7 separate regions of the Mus musculus genome follow, and all the other regions are linked to region 1. A link is a contact called in public promoter capture Hi-C and targeted proximity ligation data. All regions are on one chromosome and are shown on one strand. The core of a region is the stretch at or near the end of the contact, and the rest is flanking DNA. Distances in the headings are between cores, read along the strand shown.

What was found. Promoter capture Hi-C pulls out the DNA fragments that hold promoters and counts their contacts.
Region 2: a contact with region 1 is called in a promoter capture Hi-C map of hippocampal neurons, with 9 times the contacts expected there. A contact is called at or near these places in 3 of 39 promoter capture datasets (the C10 cell line, hippocampal neurons and liver), 1 of 130 datasets of targeted methods (embryonic stem cells) and 1 of 9 other capture datasets (embryonic stem cells).
Region 3: a contact with region 1 is called in a promoter capture Hi-C map of liver, with 3 times the contacts expected there. A contact is called at or near these places in 5 of 39 promoter capture datasets (cranial neural crest, hippocampal neurons, liver and 1 more), 1 of 130 datasets of targeted methods (extraembryonic endoderm stem cells) and 1 of 9 other capture datasets (liver).
Region 4: a contact with region 1 is called in a promoter capture Hi-C map of neutrophils, with 4 times the contacts expected there. A contact is called at or near these places in 5 of 39 promoter capture datasets (cranial neural crest, hippocampal neurons, liver and 2 more), 1 of 484 Hi-C or Micro-C datasets (cortical neurons), 1 of 130 datasets of targeted methods (memory CD8 T cells) and 1 of 9 other capture datasets (liver).
Region 5: a targeted proximity ligation map of astrocytes shows a contact between it and region 1, with 5 times the contacts expected there. A contact is called at or near these places in 9 of 39 promoter capture datasets (the 3T3-L1 cell line, the C10 cell line, HPC-7-derived erythroid cells and 5 more), 2 of 484 Hi-C or Micro-C datasets (CD4 T cells and embryonic stem cells), 10 of 130 datasets of targeted methods (astrocytes, embryonic forebrain, embryonic stem cells and 5 more) and 3 of 9 other capture datasets (adipose tissue, liver and pancreatic islet).
Region 6: a promoter capture Hi-C map of the C10 cell line shows a contact between it and region 1, with 3 times the contacts expected there.
Region 7: a promoter capture Hi-C map of liver shows a contact between it and region 1, with 4 times the contacts expected there. A contact is called at or near these places in 4 of 39 promoter capture datasets (the 3T3-L1 cell line, cranial neural crest, hippocampal neurons and 1 more) and 1 of 130 datasets of targeted methods (pancreatic cancer cells).

The regions. Positions count from the first base shown.
Region 1 is chr19:11,964,518-11,967,302 of GRCm38.p6, forward strand. Osbp (oxysterol binding protein) reads left to right here and starts at 1,327. Exons shown (of 14, transcript NM_001033174.1): 1 at 1,327-1,779. The coding sequence starts at 1,424.
Region 2 is chr19:10,632,572-10,635,712 of GRCm38.p6, forward strand. Vwce (von Willebrand factor C and EGF domains) reads left to right here and starts at 1,662. Exons shown (of 20, transcript NM_027913.2): 1 at 1,662-2,012. The coding sequence starts at 1,903.
Region 3 is chr19:10,575,857-10,578,840 of GRCm38.p6, forward strand. Tmem138 (transmembrane protein 138) reads right to left here and starts at 1,530. Exons shown (of 5, transcript NM_028411.4): 1 at 1,228-1,530. It overlaps Cyb561a3 (cytochrome b561 family, member A3), which reads left to right and starts at 1,301. Exons shown (of 8, transcript NM_201351.2): 1 at 1,301-2,227.
Region 4 is chr19:10,554,354-10,557,360 of GRCm38.p6, forward strand. Tmem216 (transmembrane protein 216) reads right to left here and starts at 1,410. Exons shown (of 5, transcript NM_001277860.1): 1 at 1,360-1,410; 2 at 710-811; 3 at 176-268. The coding sequence starts at 1,372.
Region 5 is chr19:10,603,847-10,606,847 of GRCm38.p6, forward strand. It overlaps Ddb1 (damage specific DNA binding protein 1), which reads left to right and starts at 1,751. Exons shown (of 27, transcript NM_015735.2): 1 at 1,751-1,920; 2 at 2,999-3,001. The coding sequence starts at 1,860. Tkfc (triokinase, FMN cyclase) reads right to left here and starts at 412. Exons shown (of 17, transcript NM_145496.1): 1 at 322-412. The coding sequence starts at 324.
Region 6 is chr19:10,509,668-10,512,720 of GRCm38.p6, forward strand. All of the region lies in intron 3 of Sdhaf2 (succinate dehydrogenase complex assembly factor 2), which reads right to left. Among named protein-coding and RNA genes, the nearest start is that of Sdhaf2, 14 kb to the right of the region's middle.
Region 7 is chr19:10,303,316-10,306,531 of GRCm38.p6, forward strand. Dagla (diacylglycerol lipase, alpha) reads right to left here and starts at 1,562. Exons shown (of 20, transcript NM_198114.2): 1 at 1,506-1,562.

The DNA.
Region 1 (2,785 bases), core at 77-2,576:
CACACACACACACACACACACACAAATCAGAAGAAATGAATAAATAAAAGTTAAACCCTATTCCTACTGCCAGGTCAAAAACTGCTACACTGTAATAGGTGTTAGATTCCCCAAAATGCAGGTTTTGGCTATTTTTGTAATAATAGTTCACAACAGCTCAATGCTGGACTAGTTACTGAAATTTGTGACCTCTAACACAGCTGTAATTAAGCTGATCAAATCTAATCATTCAACACCCAGTTCAAAACAAAACCCTAGCAATAAACAAGAGAATTAATTGTGTTTTTACCACACTAAACCTAACAAGGGCCTTTAGATTTGGAAAAGAGATATAAAGGTAGGTAGTAGGTCTTTGCCAATCTATTCTCCCCGTAAATAAGGTCGGCAACTAGATGGTCAGAATTAATAGAAGTGTATTAGAATCTAGAGTGAAGAGACAGAGGGTAGACCAGGAAAGGGAATGGGGTGAGGATTGGAGGAGTCGTGAGTCCAGGAGGGGGCCGAGGAAGCTCTCTCTGGGTTCTTCCGGAAGCAGGATATGAAAACGGAATCCCTAGGAGACCCAGGAACCATCCATCTCTCTTTATTAAGGCCATCTGCAAGTCTCAATTGAGAAGGAGGGAATTCCACAGCACACCCACATCAAGAGCATTTATAGAGACCCATCACTTCCTTAAAGCTGCAAACGTGCCTGCCCACTTGTGCATCCATGAATTTATTTGCTATCTCGGCCAACTGCAGCTTTCACTGACAATGTCCAGAACCAATCATCTCCAATCATAGCCCTGCCTCTCCACCGACAGGTGAAAGACATAGGTGTCAGCCAATAAAAAATAAGAATGAGTATGTGAAGGCTGGACTCTGCCCCATTTACTTCAATGCATTCAGTAATTGGTAGAAAGGTTTGAGCAGCTGATATCAACCACCAATCCGTAAGGGCGGAAGAGGATGAAGGGCAGCGCGATGGGCGGGGGTGACGTGGCAATGACAGAAGCATAAACTGTAATGACTGACGGAAGTACTAGCCATTCGGAGGCCAAACCGGCCGTGAGCTCTGCATTCTCCCGTCCTCGGACTTCGGAAAGCCACCAATGATTTTGTAGCCCTGCCTGATTGGCTTTCCTGTTAGCCAATCGAAAGCAGGCCTGGAGGACGCGTCGCGCCTTGAGCTTCTCACTGGGCGGAGTAGCATGACAGGCCCGAGAGAAATGCCAATGTCCGCGGGGTCTTCCGCAAGTGACACTTGGCGGCACCAATCGCCGCCCTCCTTCCCGGCAGTCGAGCCCTCCTTCCCGCGGCGGGGCTGGCGGGGCGGGGACGCTGCGCGGCGGCGGCTGAAGCGCTAGCCGTGTTGGGCGCTCCGGGCGGCGGCGGCGGAGCTCGTAGGCGGTTCCGGTCGTGTCTCTCCGGGCGGCGGCGGCTCATGGCGGCGACCGAGCTGAGAGGAGTGGTGGGGCCGGGCCCGGCAGCCATCGCGGCTCCGGGCGGCGGCGGCGCGGGTCCACCCGCGGTGGGAGGCGGCGGCGGACGCGGGGACGCGGGGCCCGGCCCCGGGGTGGCGGCCGCGACGGCGGCGACGGCGGGCGGCCCGGGCCCCGGGGCCGGAGGAGTGGCGGCAGGCGGCCCGGGCTCTGCACCGCCAGCCGCGGGCTCGGGCGGTTCGGGCGCCGGGGGCTCGGGCTCGGCTAGAGAGGGCTGGCTCTTCAAATGGACCAATTACATCAAAGGCTACCAGCGGCGATGGTTCGTGCTGAGCAACGGGCTCCTAAGCTACTACAGGTAACTGCTTCCGGGGCGCCACGCTCACCTGGCCTCCCCCCCTGTGCAGCCCACAGACCCGCGCTGTCACTCTCCGCCGGCTGGCTTCACTGCCAAGGTCGCCCTGGGTCGCTGTCTGTCACCTGCACAGGTTGACAGCTTGCAGAAGTCAGAACCTGCAGATTTGACACACTGCTCTTGTCTCCGCTGTCACCCGCCCCTAGTGCCTCATCTGCCTCCATCCCTGGGTCTTTCCTGTCAGCAATTGTTTGGAGAGCATCTGCTCTGCCATTGTATTTCCGCTACCACGTGGGTGCAATCGCTAATTCTGCAAGTAAGGCACTGTTGTGAAGCTGGAGGGGCACAGACAGCGCGAGCCCGGGCACTGTCCCTCAGGAACTTACAGTGGAAGTTACAACTCCTAACTTTTTGTGCTCTAGTCTCTAAAATTTAATGTTTCTGATACACCCTTGATATACCTGCCCATGTCTACTCAGAATACACATTCCGACATCAGAATACCACACACAGGGAGACTTTGGGATTCTGTCCACCATATGTCTTACCTCTTCAAGCATGCGCGTACTTTCTCGGTCTAGACAGTCCACAATAGAGATGTGTACTCTACCATAGCTTTTACTTTTGCCTGCCCCACCTCTTCCCATGGGAATGACTGTCTTATCCAGCAGTCACCGTGCACCTTTTAGTTTTATTTAAGATTAAGTTTTATTAAAGGAAGAACACATGTTTTTGAAATGATTGTTAAGGTTTCACAGTGCTTATTTTGGTATGGTTAATGTATACTTACTGTGACTCATAGCATGGTCATAACATGTCACACTTCGGGGCTTATATTACTAGACAGAGGTGTTGAGAGGTGATTGGAGGACAGGTTATAAGCTTTCCCAACAGCCTTGCATTGTGGCTGGATGTCTTACATGCAACTGTTCATTTAGTGCGCATAGATCTCCTATCTCCCTGGGAGTTAGGACATGTTCCCATGTTCTTGACAAGAAAGCAGACTCAG
Region 2 (3,141 bases), core at 412-2,911, 1.3 Mb before region 1:
AATGAGGGTTTTGATCTTCCACCTGCTAGCGAGTGAGTTCTGCAGAGGAGAGTGTGGGGCTACAGCAGTGAACGGAAGTGGAGAGGTATGCTGGGTGATAAACAACAAATGTCATGAGCCATGAGGGCTGTAGTAAGGGGATTTATCCTGTGTGTAGTGGTTTCAGAGATAGCTTCCCAGGGATGGGAAGGAAGAACACCTGTCTTGTGACAGTAGCAAGCGCAGCCTCTGCCTTTTCCAGGCAAGAAAGCTGCCCTAAGGAGTCTGAAGGTCCTTAGGACTCGATGTGTAGGTACAGAGAAGTCACATTCATCTTTGGCACTATGCTTGCTGTGAGCTTGACTAGATAATAGAATGGGCCCAAACAAGATGAGATACAGGTCCAAATGTAAGTCTCGGTTCAGCCACGTGGGTTAAGGTAGAAAGATGGCTGGCCAGTTGTTATGCCAACAGCTAGTTGTTATGGCAGAATAACCTCCATAAAAGCAAGCAAGCAAGGAAGGAATGGTTTATCTGGCTCACAGGTGCAGCCATCTTGGCAGGGGAAGCATAGAGAGCCAGATGAATGTTAGCACTCACTTTATGGTCTTTGTATTTGGTCCGGCCCATGTGACAATGCCACTCACATTTAGGATGGGTCTTCACAACTCAGTTAAATCCTTCTGGAAACAGCTCTGACACACACAAAGGTTTATTGCCTAGGAGCTTCTATATCCATTCAAGTTGAAAATAACAATTAGCCATGGCACCACAACATCCAAAAGTACTTGAACTTTTCCTCTTACTGCAAATTAAGGGTCGGGGGACCAACAAGCATCAAACACCCGAGTTAACGTTTGCTCAGAAACTAAAAGGAAAGTGTCTGTGAGAAGGCAGCTAGCATCCAGGTCATCTGTGCACAGTTTATCTGTGGTCACCAATGCCAATGATCTTGGGATCAGCACGAGGCAGAAGCGAAGGATTTAGTCGTGCTTGGGAAGTACAGTTTTTAAAAACTAGTTCAGCCAATTTTTCTTATTCCTAGAAGTCTTTACACAGACGCTTGACTAATCCAGACTGGGTAGGGTTAGGCGGGGCTTGCTACCAGAACAAGGTAAAACTCGAGCCTTCTTTTCGCTTCCTCCCAACTAGATCTTTCTCAGTTCTATCATTTTGCTCTACATTCTTCAGCCTAAACCTCTTCTAGCCTGAGCCAACTTCGAAGCCTGAGCCCAAACACTGAACCTTCTAGTTCTGCGCCCCTAGCTCCCTTGCCACCTGCGCACTGCTTTCTTACCTCCCAGGTGAGCTAGGAAGCTGTCCACTCAACCATTTGACTCCCAGCAGGTAGCTTGTGGGTTCAAAACAGGCTAATGTCCTTTGGCAAGGAAGCAGACTAAACCACCAATACACTATCCTTACCATCTAGTGGGCTTGGGGAGAGTCAAAACTGCCTCGCTTCAGTGCCCTGGGTTTGAGTGTCCACAAGTCTCACCTACTGAGAATTCAGATTGGATTCTATGGAAACTCAAAAACCTTGTTCCTGAAGTTTCTTTCCAACTTGGTTCGAAGCCTTCAGTCATTCTGTGGAAAGCGACTCCCAAACCCAGGCTGGGGGTGTGGGCCGAGGGTGAAACCCCGCCCTCGGGGTCCCTGATCTTTGCTCCCGCCCCAGGCTCCACGCCTCCCGGAGAGGCACCGGCGGGCGGCGCTCCTTTTGTGTGTTTCTTTCCAAGGTGCAAGGACCCCCACCCCCACCCGCCTAGGCAGTCCTCCCCTAACCACCAGCCCTCTTCTCGTCGTCCTCAGTCCCTGCCAGCTGTGGGGGAACCAGATCGCTTCCAGGAGGAGGGACAAGGTCGGTAGCCCCCTCCCCGGTGCGGGACCTGAGCCCAGTAGAGTCCAGGACCTCTGCTGCCAGTCATGTGGGCTAGACTGTTGCTCCATGTCGCCTACATCTTGATCCCGTTGCTGGGGTCTTCAGCCCGAGGCTATACCGGGAGGAAGGCGCCAGGGCACTACTCTGCGGAGAGGTAAGAGCCCGGTGCCTTTCAGCGGCCCAGCCTTCTAGCGCCACTGCGTGGAGCTGGAAGACACTAGCATAGGGCAGCTGCTGGACCTGTAGCCTCTGTGGCGAGGGCACACCAGGGGTCTGGACAAAGAGACAGTAGTTTGTGCCAGTTGGGTGGCCCTGGCTGGGGACTGCTCTGGCTAAGGAATCTGGGAGATGGAGATCGCGGCTCCAAGGAATCTTGTACTATGGGAATAGGCTGACCCTCTGGCTAGGGAACCCCAGCACATGCCAATTGGTCTCAACTGCCTGGCTTTCTTCCTTGGTGGTGCGGGACCCCCTCCGTTTCTGCACACGTTGCTTTGGGGTTGGGGGTTTTCTCAGTGTCTCTTGCTCTCTGCACCCGGTGGACCTTGGAGCCACCGGTGGCTCAGGGTTATGCTTTGGTATCTGCGCATGTGTGCACAGGCCGGGGAGGCGGGAGGCCGCAGGCGACAGGCGGGAGGCGTGTCTTTCCAAACCCAATCATTTTCCCTAAGTTTGTCTTAGTCCTCTACCACTAAGGGGTGATGAGGGAGTGGTGATCGTGTGTGCGTGATGCTTATAGCAAGGGTACACGTTGTCAGCGGGTGGCCTGGCCCACGGCCACATCTTCCCAGGGGCGCTCAGAGGGGCTGCCCTGGAGGAAGAGCTTACCGCCCAGCACGTGGGTTCTGCGATCTCTTGCAGTTCCTGCAGATCTCCCACCACCTGTCTCCCTGGCATCACTGTGCCACACACGAAAAGCTCCTTGGGGCTTTCTGGTGGGCACCCTACCCTTGCCTATCTGAAGTGGAACTCCACCAGCTTCCACAGGCACCCTACCATTTACCACTTCGATGGCACCTCACGCCCCTTTCAGAGCCCCCTTTGGCTTAGCTATTAAGTTGTTCTGTAGATCCCAGCTGCCGGATTCTCTGCCTCAGCTGTTGCTATCATCGTTTCTATGTGTGACATCACTGTTGGTCTGGTTTGTCTTCACTGGTTTTGACTTCTGAGAGGAAAAAAGGACTTGGCCCTAGGGAAAATCCCCAGCAAACTTTCCTGTACTGCTATGGTTCCCCCTAGGTTTCCACATTTGACCCAGATTATTAACCCTAAGAGCCAGGCAA
Region 3 (2,984 bases), core at 280-2,779, 1.4 Mb before region 1:
CTCCATGTCTGGATCCTTCTTAATGCATGGCGCTTTTTTTTTTTTTTTTGGAACCAGATCTTGCTATGTAGCCCAAGCTCATCTTAACTTCTTGATCCTCCTGCCCTGATCCTCAGGGTAAACCCTGAGAGCCTGTTCTACAGGAATTTACCCACACCTGACAAATACACAACTCTAACCAAGAATATTTAGGGTTACTACAGAGCAGTGACAGCCTGGTCACATAATAGTAGTAATGGTAGTAAATAAAACCCTTATATATTTCATGCAACACTCTAGGAACTGTTTCAATCACAGATGTTATTAAAATCTTATAATAACCTCATAAGGTAGAAAATCAATTCTTATTTCCCTCAATTCCTAGATGAGAAAACTGAGGCTCAGCAAAGGTAACTAATTAGACCAAGATTCCACAGCTGGTAGGTGGCAGAGTGGTATTCTAAGAGGCACTATACAACCAGCCTATTTCATAATTTATAGAGTGCTATCTAAGTAGGTGAGAAATATGTCCTCATAGAAATGGACAGTGTCACATACAGAAGGAGTTGAGAAGACAAAGTACTCTCCTAGAGGAACTTTATAAAGGTTATGACAGAAACACTGAGGCAGCAAGTGAGGGGAGCATATTTATAACTTTACTTGATCCCTGGACTTGAAAAGCAGCCATTTTAGTGCATATAACCCTCATTTTGCAAAGGTTCTGAGGGGTCCGGAACCCGTCCACCTTCCGCGGTGGAAAAGCCCCGTGGTTTTCTTTTCTTTTCTTTCTCTCTCTCTCTCTCTCTCTCTCTCTCTCTCTCTCTTTAAATATATGAATGTAACTTCTCTGGGCTTGAGTTTTCACACAATATCTCTCTAGGTACCAGCGCCATGATAATCTTGTTAACCAAGAGAATTTACTTTAATCCTCATAACAATCTGCAAGGTAGGAAAGAATTATCCCCTGGCTATAGGCAAGGACGCATAAATAGAGTCATTTCCTCCAGCTCGCAAATGAGTAGAGTCAAACGCACCACTTGGTAAGGCTCTACCAAGGGCATCCGTTAGGCAGAAACGCCCCTCGCTCTGGCTACGCGGTCGAGCACCCTCCAGTTTAACACGGTTTTCCTCACCAGTCCCAATCCGCTCACAGACCGAAAGGCCTCGGCAAAAGACTCATAGCAAAAGCAATAGCAACACAAAATTCTGACTTCCAGCCACTCTATGATCCCCAGCATCTACACGCACCTCAAGGAACCGACGTCGGTTGTCATGGGAACACTCGCTCGGCTTCCGGAAGCTGGCTTTAAATTCCGGAAGTAGATTGCTAATTGCCCGCCATGTTAGGGTCTTTGCTTTCTCAGGCTCTCCCTGTGACCGGTTCTTCTATCTTGCCTCGCTGAGGGCCGACCCTAGCGTGAGGTTGTTAACCCCAGCATTTCACCTGTCTCTGGACGGGGTCTGTGGTTAGAGACAAGGCTGATAGGACGCAGCGCTCCTAGGAATCGGACCGCTCAGGAACGCGCCCCTTAGCTTGCAAACCCCATTTCCCAGACGCCCCAGCTCACCCCCGGAAGTGGCCGAGCCTATAAAAATCTCACTTAGCGCCCTCTGTAGCGGATGCCGTGGTCTGCAGACTTGCTGGAAAGTCAGTTCTCCGAGGTTCAAGAGGAGCCTAGGGAGTGGCAGCTCTCGCTGACCGGCGGGTCCCAGAGACCTGCCCCCAAGGTGTCCCACTGTGTGGCTAAGGGTGGGATAGAACCCGGGCTGGGAGAGCCGGGTTATGGGTTCCAGTGGTGGTTCCGCCGCTTCCTTGCTTCGCTCTGTCTTACCTCGGCGTTCAGCCTATTTTTCCTCGTAAGAATTGGACACTTTTCCGTGCCCCTTCCATACCGCAGGTGGTGTTCGTAGAGGCTCTCACGCTTTTCAAAAGGCGTCTCATCTAAGACTTGCTAGAACCAACCTGACTAAAGGAGTCACCGTCATACCCCCCTTGCACCTGGAGTAAATCTGACTGTCCGAAGGACGAAGGACCGGTCTGTGAGCACTTGTGCTAAGGTGGACTTTATTCACACTCCTGAGTGGAATATTATTTGTCACTCACTCCTGAGTCCTGCCGTTTGGAGGGGCTGCCTTTGGAAATGAGTTCTGGGAACTGAACACAGGAACTGGGTGCCTGTACCAGGCTTGCCATTTGCCTGACCGAGTTACTCTTCTTTGGATCCCGGCGCTGCAGTACTTTTGAATTGTAAGATGCAGGTTTATAGGATTTGCACTCTAAATCTGGTCCCCAGAATTCTTAGTGTCCCTCCGTCTTTGAGGAGGAAACAACTAACTCTGCCCTTTGGTCTTTTTGTTTGTAGCTCTAACTTCTAAAAGTAACTGTGTTTGGAGTACAGCCTTTTCCTGAGAGTAATGGAAGGTTCACTTCTTAACCCAGGGACTGATTCTGTTTTAGCTCAGCCTATGAGAATCCTTTAGCCAGTGAATTGAGGAAAACATTAAATAGAGGTTCGGTACACTTCTTAAATCAAGGTAGATAAACTACACCCCATACATCTAACCCTGAGTGGCTTTTACATATTTAAACTATTGGGGCAGAGGGATCATATTGTGTGAAATGTGAAAATCATGTAAAACTTAGACATCAGTGTCTGTGGTGTTAACGAGGCACAGCCATGCTCATTTGTTGAGATACCCTTCCTGGCTACTCTTATATTACACCAGCCAAGAATGAATATAGTTGTGACAGAGGCTTCAAGCCCAAACAGCCTAAAGAGTCTGTGGACTCCCTCCTTGAGCATGGGGCTCAGCCAAGCAAGGACAGGAGACCCGGCAGTGGTGAGCATGTCTGGTGTCTTAGTACAAACTGCTCTCTCAGTGCAAGTGAGAGCGTAGTCTCAGCCTTTGCCTGCGTTCTTTTCCTTGCTTTTGCTATTTTAGGAAAAGAGAGGGCTTATTTGTGAACTGTAGACAGCAATGTAACTAACTTTCCGGCCTTCTGT
Region 4 (3,007 bases), core at 160-2,659, 1.4 Mb before region 1:
GGTAAACCTTGACCTAGAATATGAAGCGGCAGCTTGAAGCCTCAGGGAAGAAGCAATGGTATATACATTACCAGATCCACTCTGATAGTGAGCCTAGGTTCTTTGTCTTGTTAATCAAGTTACAGGCTCCAGCATGTCTCATAAGCAATGGAAATATTTTCTGAACAACACTCACCGAAAAACAATCGTATGACTTCAATGCCAAGATAGAGCAGCAGCATCACCACATCCAGGACTAAGTTGGCTGTTGGGTACGGCAACAGGAGCCCTACAGGAGGGAAAGCCAGAGTATGCACACACCACCTAGCTAACGGTCAGCCCCACGGCCCCACAAGGATGGACGGCCACAAACCCGGGACAAGGATACCAACCAGTCTTAACATCTCACAAATCAGCAAGGTATAGATTGTTACAGCTACAGGCTTTAAGTTTCCAAGTCCTGACTCTGCCAAATGACTGAATTATAATGGTACACAGATCTGAATATTTTAGTAAAGAGAGATGGGGAAAGAGTTGGGATGGAGAAACCCACATTTCTCAAACTCAAGTCTTGCTGAAAGACATCCTATTTGATCATTCTAAAGCCATTAGTTGGAGAGACTTCTGCCTTGCAATGGAGATGCCGCTAGGACCAGAAGATAGAAGGTTCTTGGAGTATGCTAAAGTGGAAAAGGGTTGCTGGGGCAGAGGCAGATAGGCCCAGGCTTACCTTTGTACAGGAAAATAAGGAGCTCCAGCAGGAAATAGGTAGCATAGTACCACCCATTCAGAAAGAACAGGACTTCCAGGGGGGTTGAGGACAATCTTTTATCTGAAAGAAAGCAAAACAAAGAATGGGCAGGGCAGCTAGAGCTCTACTCTGTTCTGTGTGAAGGTTCTTTGTAATCCGGAGAAATCACAAGATTATTGTGAATGAGGGAGAAACTTCTGATTGCTAATGACGTGAGTGTTGGTGTGGCAGGAACTGCCTTCAATCTCCTTTCTCAGGAATCACTTTGACATCTACTTCTCTGACAATTCAGCTATAATCACAGCTGAGAGGCACCTCAAATATTCAACCCTGTCACTTCTGAGGGGGAAATTGAGGCACAGAAACTAATTCTGTCCAAGGCGGGAGGATTCATAACTGAGCCATCCCAGAATAGGGCCAGCCGGGGATTTTTAAGAGTACGGTATTCGAGTACCCATGCAGGCACTCGGGGTGATCAGAACAACCCAAGCCCGATTTAGACAAGTGAAGAGTAAGACCCCGACTTTTAGAAATGGAGGATTAGGTCGAGCTCTGGAGACAGAGAGGTGGAGGGGGCTGGCAGGTACCCGTGGGATAAGGGGCAGAGACACACACCTCCAGAGTCTCACCTCGCGGCGCCATGTTCAGTCCCCATGGAAACTGCGTACACTGCAGCGCCCGGAGCAATGCGGCGCTGCCGGAAGCGCGGCACCGAGCCGCCCGGTCTTCTGGCCGCTCTGCCTGCCGGTGCTACTCTATGGTTACCCCACCGGCCGCGCCCATGCACAGAACAGCGCCAGCCGTCAACCACCTACAGTGGTCTAGGGGGAGGATGGGGTTTTAAACGACGGCAGAGAGACCAGAACACTTCTCCAGCTGAACTCTCTCCATCCCCGGCGTCATGGCGTAGGTCGTTAGTGGCCCGGTGTGGCCGAGTAGTTGGAGGATCGGCCCTGCGCCCACCATTCTCTTTTCTACTGCATGTGTTTTTTTTAAAAACACCCCATGCCACTGTCGTGCAAAAGGCTTACCTGGAGCCTATGTAAACACCAAAACCGTTGAAGATAGAATGTCCTTTCTAGGAGTACAAGGGAAAACAGCGGTGCTATAATGAGATTCTCCTGCGACCCAAAGAGTGCAAGGGTGTTGAAAGGAGACAGCGTCTGGCCAGTTGGAAATTGAGAAATGTTTCCAACAAGCTTGCGCTATGAACGAACCCTGGCCGCAATTTGAAGCAAGAGCGTGTTGTTGCAGGCAGGGGGTGAAAGAGTAAGATTTCTGAAAAGACTCCAGCTGTCAGCCCTTAGAGTATGGCAGTCAGTCAACAAATAACGGGAGAGAGTAAGTAACCTGTAATGAAAGTGCTATTTCCCTACCTAGTAGGAGTGTGGATAAAGGCAGTAATTGTTGCTTCTCAAAGCAGGTCCTCACTCCGGGAGAATAATTTAAGTAGAAGCCTCCCTCCATCACTCCCCACCTCCACCTCTGCTCTCCTTCCTCCTTCACTTCTGCTTGTGCCTTCCACTGCCTTATTCAGGTCTGGTTTAGTTTGGCTAGACAGGTCTCCTATGTAGGCTAGGCAGGCCTCAAATTCTCCTGCCTCTGCTTCCCGTCCAGTACAGGGGTTTCAAGTGGGTGTCACAATGTTCTGGCAGGTCTTAAATGGAATTCTAAGTTCCCACTAAAGGACCACGGCAAGGTGAGGTGATGGAGAAAGCCCTGGTCCCTGCACCCCATCTGAACTACCTTCATACACACCCCTGCTCTGAGTCTCAGAGGAAAGGAGGGTGGACCAGTTGCTTGTTTTTGTAAATTATGGGTCTTAAATCACTCTGCCTAAACATTTTGATATTGTATACACATATAGTTCTCATGCTACAGTGAAAAGTTTACCCATTGTCAACAGAGATGATATAATCTATAGCCTTAATATCACCTGGTTGGTTAAGAAAATGATGCTGTTTCATGTCAGGATGCCACAACAGCATAGGTACCAAAAGTGGACACAGACTAAGTCAGTAACCTGCAGGAACCTTAGAATATGCAGCTGGGTCTCCTGCCCTCTGGGGTCTAACCCAAAGCTTGGGGCTGCTAAGCAAACACTCCCCACTGGGCTTTATCTATAGCCGTGCTCTTACACACTTTTCTTTAGTAAGCCACAAATAAAACTCAGCCCCAGGCTGGAGAGACGGCTCAGTGGTTAAGAGCACTGACTGCTCTTCCTGAGGTCCTGAGTTCAATTCCCAGAAACCACATGGTGGCTCACAACTATCTGTG
Region 5 (3,001 bases), core at 501-3,000, 1.4 Mb before region 1:
CGATCATTCCTCCAGGTTCCCTCCTTGACTAGCAAAGTGACTTATCACACAGCAAGTAACTTGTTGTTCTGATCTAAATGCGTGCCTGAGATCCTAGCCATAGGGGTTTCAGGGTGCCTCAGGTTAACCTCAGACCTGGCTTGGCCCAGTGCCCCGCCCACAGGAAAGGGAACGGGGATTAAGCTGGAGATACAAAATGAAATTCTTGTCTTCTGAACCCCAAGAGGCAGCATCGTCTCAGATGGGGACTAGAGAGAGTCCGGGTGTCCAGAGTGGGGTTCCCCATGGTCGTCCCTCTATTGTGGCTCCCACAGGACTCACCATGGTGGGAAAGTTCTGAAACAAGCTGAGCTCACACTTCTGCTCTGAGATGCCGCCGGGTGGACGGTCCTGACTGCTACCAGGTCTGAAGTAGAGACAGCAGCACCTGCAGGAGTGGAAAGGACTTGAGTTGCTGAAGGTATGGGCAGCCGATTGGCAATGTCATGCCTCCCGTGCCTGTGCCTTAAGAATTAGGGAGCTGCCTCAGACTTTGATCCAAGTCCAAACTCTAGTTCGTGGGCTAGGAATGGAGAGGAGCGTGGGGACTGACCAAAGTTCACACCCCCACTTAGCCAGAAGGCAGTGTTTGGAATCATGTCCAGCTTAAAGCTGGGAAGGAGAAAATGTACAAAGACCTTTACCTTTCTGGCTGGCCACACTAGTAGTGAGTCAGCTCTGTGATCCTATTTTACTTCTGGAACACAGACTGAAAGCTCTAGTGAGTTGTCTAAGATTGTGTTGCTGAGAGTTAGGACTTGAGCCCATGTCTAGTCTTGCTACAAAGCCTAATGTTTCCCCTTAGTCAACCAGTTTCCCAGAGTCAAGTCGAGTGCCAGCTGGGGAGGTACAAATCATCTTCAGTTCCACCTGGTTCAAACCTAGCTACACTGATCTCTGCCTCATTTGTAAAATAGGGAGTTAGCTCTCCTCCTCCGGCATTCTGGAGATGCTTCAGGACTAGGCTTCTGCTGCTCCTCCTTTGGGGTTGGGGACATGGAGGCTGTCTGATGAAGCCTGGGACCTGCATCTGCGGGGCTGATTGCACTAGTCACCTGGGTGTTTAGGCTCTTCCTGTGAAATTCCTGCGTTGTATTTGAGCTTAGAATTTGTATCGCAGTAGAGGCACTAATAGTGCTATCAAGTAATTTAGTGGAGAGTCCTTTCGTTTCTGGAGAAATTAAAAGAGGTGAGCAAACACACCCCCAGGTGATGTGTGAGGCTGGGATGATTGTTCTAAAGTCAGTTGAGGGCATTCGAGGGATCAGGAGGAGCTCGAAGAATTAAGCAAAGGAAAGCACGATTCTACTCTGGGATGTGCACAGATGGTCACCTCTTATCCCCAGTCTAGTCCTCCGCAGCCCTTCCTGTTTTAAAAGAGGGAAAACCCCGAGGACGCCTGGAGCTATGGAGGAAGGAAGGAGGCAGAATCTGAGGAAGGGGCGCGGATCTGGGCTGGGAAGCCAGCAGGCGGCCACTTAGGGCGTAGCAGACCAAAGAGGAGGCCAGTTCTGCCTGCGTACCGGTACTCTCGCTCTCATCCGGGTACTGCGACCTCTGGCGGTTAGGAGAAGGCGGGACCTCAGGGGGCGGGGCCTCGCTTGGTTGGCCGCCTCGGGCTCCGTAAGTCCTCCAAGAGGCCAGGTGAGGCCGTCCCGTGATCCTCTGCGCCTGGCCTCTCTGGCCTGCAACGTGTCTCAGGGGCGGAGGCAGCAGCCACGGAGTTGGCTGCGTGAGGGTGGGGGTTCTCAGTCTCTTCGCTCGCGCCCGTCTCTCTATCGTCGCTCTAGGCGCCCCACGGGCCAACCCAAGGCCTCAATATGTCGTACAACTACGTCGTAACGGCGCAGAAGCCTACTGCAGTGAACGGCTGTGTGACCGGTGAGATTGCCCCGGCCGGAGACCCGGGCAAGGGAGGGATCCCAGGCCTAGGGAGGCCAGCGGCCCCAGGGGCGGCGGGAGCAAAAACTTGGGCTCCGGGAATGGAAGGCGCTGGCAGTCGCGGAACGTCCCCCTTAGCTCGCGATCTCAAAGGAGCTGTTCCCACCACGCGCCTTTTGGGCAGCGGAAGCAGCTATTCTGGGTCCTTTTTTGCTCATAGGAGGTCACTTGTTATTGAGGATTGGTCCAGGCCTGATGGGACGGAGAGCGAAGTGTGAGTTGTGTGCGTGGTTGATTGAGTCTTCAAACTTGCCCCATGTGGTCAGGGGAAAGGGGAGATGATAATGGGGCAAGTTTTGAGTTCATAATTTTCCGGTGGATGTCCAGGAGGTTGAGGAATTTGAGCAATGTCTGCACCCCCCCCCCCCCGGCCCTCTCCAGACCCACCCTTTTGCCTGGGGCTGTTGTTTACTCCAGGGCGCTGCTGGAGAACAAGGTTTGGTTGGCCCGTCAGTGTGCGAGCTTTGCCTTGTTTGTGTGCGTGGCTCTTTATCGGCAGTTACATCCCAAACCAAAGAACATTCATCTTGAACTCATATTTTCAGCTACTTAAATTCGTGTATTTACGTAAATGCTAATCATTTCAGAACAAAAGTTTCTTGTTCAGAGAGAGCTACAGAGGGCTGGGTGGTGTTGGTAGATTGCTTGGGAGATAAAAGGACAACACTGAAGGCTCTGGGAAATTTTCTTCGCTTTATCTTTCTGGATGGGAACTCAAGGAAACACAGGCTTTCTCCATTAGCGTCAATTACAGTCTGCTGTTGTAATTTAGAAAGGAAAACCCAACAACCATCCGAAGAATTTTCGTGGTCATAGTTTGTTGAAGGCCAGGCTGTTGTTGCCCAGTCGACAGTACATTTTTAAAAGTCTGATTAAGACTATAGCTTTGTTGAGTGTGTGAAGCAAGACATTGAGGTGCTTCATTTGGTGAGGAGGCGAGGTCCTTAGGTAGATTTATTTAGAGGTACCTGAAAGGCCTATCCTCCAGCTTCCAAAGTTAGAGGCTCTCTTCTTTCAGGAC
Region 6 (3,053 bases), core at 29-2,528, 1.5 Mb before region 1:
ATGTGTCTGTAAGTCTAGCTACTCAGGGCTGAGGCATGGTGGCATGTGTCTGTAAGTCTAGCTACTCAGGGCTGAGGCATGGTGGCATGTGTCTGTAAGTCTAGCTACTCAGGGCTGAGGCATGGTAGCATGTGTCTGTAAGTCTAGCTACTCAGGGCTGAGGCATGGTAGCATGTGTCTGTAAGTCTAGCTACTCAGGGCTGAGGCATGGTAGCATGTGTCTGTAAGTCTAGCTACTCAGGGCTGAGGCATGAGGGTTGATGGAGGCTTAGGAGTCAGGTCAGCCTGGGAGCCCAGTATGATCTCATCTCTTAAAGTTTTAAAATGGCTTTTTAATTTTGGATTTGTTTATTTATTTTATGGGTGTGACTGCTTTGCTTGTGTGTGTATATGTACCACATGTGTCCCTGGTGCCCACAGAGCCTACAAGTAGATGCCAGAATCTCCTGAACTGGAATTATATGCTGATAGCCTGGCAAAAGAAGTACACATTCATAAAGTGCTGGAAAACAAACCAACCCATGAGTCTTTAGTTTCATACCGAAGGCAGAGAATTCAAAGCAGCCAATTTGTGCTACAAGTAATAGTAAGGGAAGTTCAGCAGGGGGATCATGGTGGAATAGAACAGACATTTATATAAAGAAACAACCATCTCCAGAAACAGCCAAAAATTAATGAGATTTGAACATTTATTTTAATTTTTCCCTCTTTACTGTCCACAGTATAACAGGAGAAATGTGTTCCAGGCTTAAAGTAAAAAGAATGGCAGCAGCACAAGAGCGGAGGGCAGGAGCAGGGCAGGGGTGGCACACCCTGTTGTCCAGGCCTCACACTGTACATGAGGCTCAAGCGTCCTGCAGGCAGACTCTGATCAATTACAACCGTATACTGTGAACCCAGGAGCAATCATTAAAAACCTATAAGGACATAAATAAGCCAAGAGCGACAATAACCCCCACATACACATACACACAAACAAATTAAGGGAGAAAGAGACAAAGAACAGATGAAATAAACAATCAAAAATGGTAGAGTTCAAACAGATTGAGAATTCAGTAAATATGAAAGATCTAAACACATTAGTGAAAAACAGAGACTGTCAGATCGGGTAAAATGAAAGAGCATGCATTCTGACTTCAGAAAAACTCAATTTAGATATAAAGATCAAAGCAGCTTGTGATTTTATAACGTAAGTACTCTAGCTGGGAATGGAAGAGGAAGTCAGACAGATGGGAAGTGTGAGGAAAGACAGCCACTCCTGAGGCAGAGAGGGCTATGGAGCAAGGCCCTCAAAAGCTGAAAGAGACTCACTGCTGGCAGGTCAATTAGGGAAGTCATCCCTCCAACGTCAAGAAAACAAAACAAATTCTCAGAAAAATATGTCAATGATCTTAGAAGTAGATCCTTCCCCAAGTCTCCAGACGGAAACACAGAACTCCTGACTCACTGACTTCTGAATGTGAGATCTGGGCAGAGCTTTTGACCCACAGAACTTTGAGCCAAGAAACCGATGTAACTCCAAGTTTAGTAAACTTAAAAACTTGGTAAATTTTTACAAAGCAAGAGGAAAACAATCTAAACAGAAAGCTACACACTAAGCAAAAACTAACCAAAAGAAATCTGAAGGCTCAGCAAGCTGGCTTAGTTGATCACGGTGCTTGTCCTCAGACCCTAGAACCTGAATTCAATCCCTTGAACCCACAAGGTGGAAGCAGAGACTCGACTCCTACAAGTTGTCCTCTGACTTCCACATGTACACTGTGGAATGCAGGTGCTCCTCCTCCACAGACACAGACAAAAATAAATAATAAATGAATAAAAAAAAATTAAAATCCCAGACGTGTTTGCACCTAACACCTGACCCTTGAAAATATAAAGCAAAGGTTGAGGGAAGGGAAGGGGTTACTGAATCCCCAGGCAACCCACAATTAGAGCAGATGCCAATGTTCCTCTCTGGGTAACTGACAGAACGGACCCTCAGAAAATGAGAACCATGGAGAGTACAGCACCATCAACCACCTTGTCCAGGCAACGCTCACAGAACGCTCGCCCATAAGAACAGAAGACACACATTCACGTGTATGGAATATTTACCAAGGTACTTGTACTTCAGATCCAAAAGCAAACTTAAACAAATTCTGGCAATTTACCAAATAGTTAAATAGTTAAACATAGGCTGAACAGAGTCATGAGAGAAATTACAAAATAACCTGAAGTATAAAATGTAATGATAATGAAATATAATGAAAATGTAAAAATATGTAACAGGAAGTTAAAACAGTGCTTACCGCAGTGATTTCAACTTATGGGTCACATCAGATATTTATATTACAACTCATAACAGTAACAAAATTAGTTATGAGGTAGCAATTAAATAAGTGTATGGTCAGGGTCAGCACAACAGGAGGAACTGTATTAATGGGCCACAGCGTTAGGAAGGTTGAGAACCATTTGCTTAGAGGGACCAAATGATTATGTGGAAAAGAAGGTTTCTGATGAGTTTAGTTTTTACTTCAAACAACTAGGAAATGCCAATCACGCTTAAGACACGAAGAACATGAGCAACAACAGAAACCACTGGGACTGAAAACTGGAAGCCACACAAAATACCAATGAAATAAAAGGCAAACCCTCTGAAAGAGAAAATGAAATTGATGACAACTTCTGGCTATATTGATCAAGAAAAAAATGAGGAAGGAGAAAAATTACAAATTACCAATAATAGATATAAAAGATAGGGGCTGGTGAGATGGCTCAGTGGTTAAGAGCACTGACTGCTCTTCCGAAGGTCCTGAGTTCAAATCCCAGCAACCACATGGTGGCTCACAACCACCCGTAATGAGATCTGATGCCCTCTTCTAGGGTGTCTGAAGACAGCTATAGCGTACTTACAGATAATAAATAAATAAATCCAAAAAAAAAACAAAAACCCTCTAGTGTAATCATGCACCAAACAATTAAAAAAAATAAAATAAAAGATATATATTACTATTTATTTGAGAAGGAGGGTGAGGCAGAGTCTTACTATATAGTTCTGGCTGTTCAGGAACTTA
Region 7 (3,216 bases), core at 312-2,811, 1.7 Mb before region 1:
ATCACTGTGTGAAGTGACTCTTAAAGGTAACAACACCAGCTCAAGGTCACACAGCCAAAGACTGGAATTCAAGTTATCTGGCTCTAAAGACAGTGGACAACATGTCAGCTTTAGGGAACTTAACTCAGTTCCCTCAAAGGAGGGAGGCTTCTCCAAGCACCCATGTTGGCAAAGAAACACCCTTCTCATGCAAAGCTCAGCTCTTTGCTTCTACTTCTGTGCCTTCCCCCCCAAGAAACCCATAACACCCTGAAGTCTTCAACGTCTCTAGGGGTCTGCCCACTGATGCTCTGTGAAGTGGGACATCATGTGGCAATGAGAGGAGGAAGGAGATGGGGGCTGGGAGGGGGGAGAGATAGAGGGAGGGAGGGAAGGAAAGAGATAGAGAGATGGGGGACCTTCTCCAAAGCTTCTCAGAAGACTAGTTAGGATATATGCAATCTCCAAACACTCCCAGTAGCCACAGAACCATCTTCCACGCAGCCCAAAAGATACAATTCCCAGAAACCCAGTAGCACCGCCATCAACCAAGTGAAAGGAAGGGCCCAGGGACGACGTAGCCTGGGCTACTTCTCTATACCCTTCTGAGTCTCCTATAATCAGAAACAAGGACCACCAGTGAGAACCACCTATTCCTCCCATCTTCCTCCAAATGGGGGAGGACTCATGAGCCAGGTAAAGGTTCATAACTGAGCAGAGCTCTACCTGGGACAGCAACCAAGAACCTCATGGTAGACACATGGTGTCTCTTATTCTCATCCATCATAAAAAACACCAACCTTCTTCCAGCCTTCTGCCCCAAGGCCAGCACACCAACAGGCATTAATGCTGAGCCCCATGACAGAGACGTCGCCCCTACTGATCTCCCTGTAAGGGTGGGTATTTACCCTCTTATTTACCAGGGTCTGAGGGCCACCTGTCTTCCCTCACAGTATTAGTCATTCCAGGGCACTGCGCTAAGCCAAGGCCATTTCTCACAGCAGGGCCGGAGCCACTAGTCATGCCCAGGACATTGATTCTTTAAGCCCCCAGGACCATCACTCCAAACCATGTCAAGCCCAAGGCCAGAACCATGCCAACCAACATCCAAGCAATGGCAGCACTTTCTCACACCCATGCCCACCGCACCATCACGGCCCAGCATCAGCTGGCCACCCACCAGCACCAGCTGCGTGCATCGCCCTCCTGTACAGAGGGTGCACCCTCCTCACACCTGGGCGGCCACCGCTACACCAAGGCGGGGGTGAGTCTTCTGACACCCTCGCCAGGAAAAATCACGCTGCCCGTGCTGTATCCACGTTGCCCACGCCCGTGCCATGCGTGTCACCATCCCCACGCCGGTGGCCCGGGGCTCCGCGGACCTCACACCTGCCACGAGCGCGCGTGGCAGCCGCACCTCCGCCCGCGGACCTGTCGGACCGGCCACCGCGCGCAGTGGACATTGCCCAGCCCGCCACGCCGCTCGCAGAGCTCCTGCGCCCGGGACTCGGCCCGGGCCCCCTTACCTCCGGCCCGCCGCAGGGCTCGGCCCGCCGCGGCCACTGCGACCGCCACCTCCATCCTGGGCTCCCCAAGGCCCCTATTCACTAACGTTGCTTCCGCAGGGCGCCGGCGCCGGCGCGAAGGCCGCCTCCGCCCCCCGGGGGACGCTGCGTCCTTTACGTAAACCCCACTCCGCCGCCAGCGGTGACCATGGCGACGGCCGTGGGGCGGCAGCGCCCCCTAGCGCCAGGGAGGGGAGAGGCGCGCAGGCCCGAGGTGGTGGAGCCCTGGATCCCCGCGCGTGGGGGCGGTGGGCGCGGGGCTGAGGCCTCCACGGGGGTTCCGTGGGCAGACGAAAGGGGTTGGACCGTGGGCACTGAACAGGGGCACGGTAGCTGCTTGGGTTCCCCTCCTTCAGGTCCCGCGTGACAGGGTTTAGCGTGGGAGATGAAAAATAGCAAGTAGGATCACCGGAGAACTGGTTTGTTTGGGGGAGGAAAGGAGAGAGATGGGTTCCACCTCCTTCAGGGGACCTAGCAGCGTCTTGAGGAGTTGGGACACATCTTTATCTATGTCCTCCTCTTCCCCCCTACTCTCACCCTCCTCAACACCCAGCATAGTGCCTGACAGCAAAAGGGGAGTTTGATCAATTTTGATTTTCTGATAAATGAAGAAAATCGCCCCTCCTGTTCTCCTTCACACACGCCCATCCATTCATGCGCAAGTCGCTCAACTCGCCTTCCTGAAAGCTGCTTTTTGGCAGGGACACAGCTATGCTGGTGTTCTGGGTTGAGTCTGGGGAGTGGGTGGGAGCAGGCTTGCCCTTAGAGATATCAGGTCACATGGGGGCTAAGCTAAGAGCTGCAGCTGCACAGGGGGTCATAGGTAAGATTGGATCTAGCGGTCATGATGATGCAATCAGTTAAGTCTCCAAAGTCGAGCAGAAAGATATGAGAGGTCGAAAGGAAAGTAACGCAGAAAGCAAGCGTGTGAAATGTTTCCTGGGCTCAGACGTCATTCTGAGAATGACGTCAGGATGATTGACTTGTTCTGTAGGCCTGGAGGACATAGGTGGACATCTGACTGAAAGTGAAACCCTGCATCCGGGACAGACTTCTCCTCGTTGCAGAGTTCAGCCCCTCGCCAGGCAATTCGGTAGCATCTACGGTTATTGCAAAGATAAGCTCTGGCTTAGGTAAAGAAAATGGATTTGGGGAACAAATATGAGCACTTCAAGAATTCCTGGAGAGGAGCTCCCGATGTCTCAGGAAGTTCAGAAATCTGGGGAGGCCTGGGTTCAGGGACGTTATCTCTAGATTGTCATGGTCCATTCAAACCACACAGTTGGAGATAATATCTCTTGCTTCAAAGTCCCAGACACCTGGAAGAAAGAATTATATTGGTCCTGTGAACCATGGTAGATCAACTGATGCCAGGCAGAAAGGACTCTGCAAAATCAGCTCTTTTCCTTACTCACCAAAGTTCCTAATGGAGAAAGCATGCCCACGTGGCCATCCCTAAATAGTCTACTACAGTCTACCCCTTAGCTGTCCGGCACATAGAAAACTACACAAGTTCCACACACACACACACACACACACACACACTCGCACACACACTCACACACACACACACACCATCATCATCACCACCATCACCATCATCATCATCCCCATGTATCCAATCCTCGACAAACCAGTTCTGACCAGTTCTATAATGTGGGAGGCTAATACT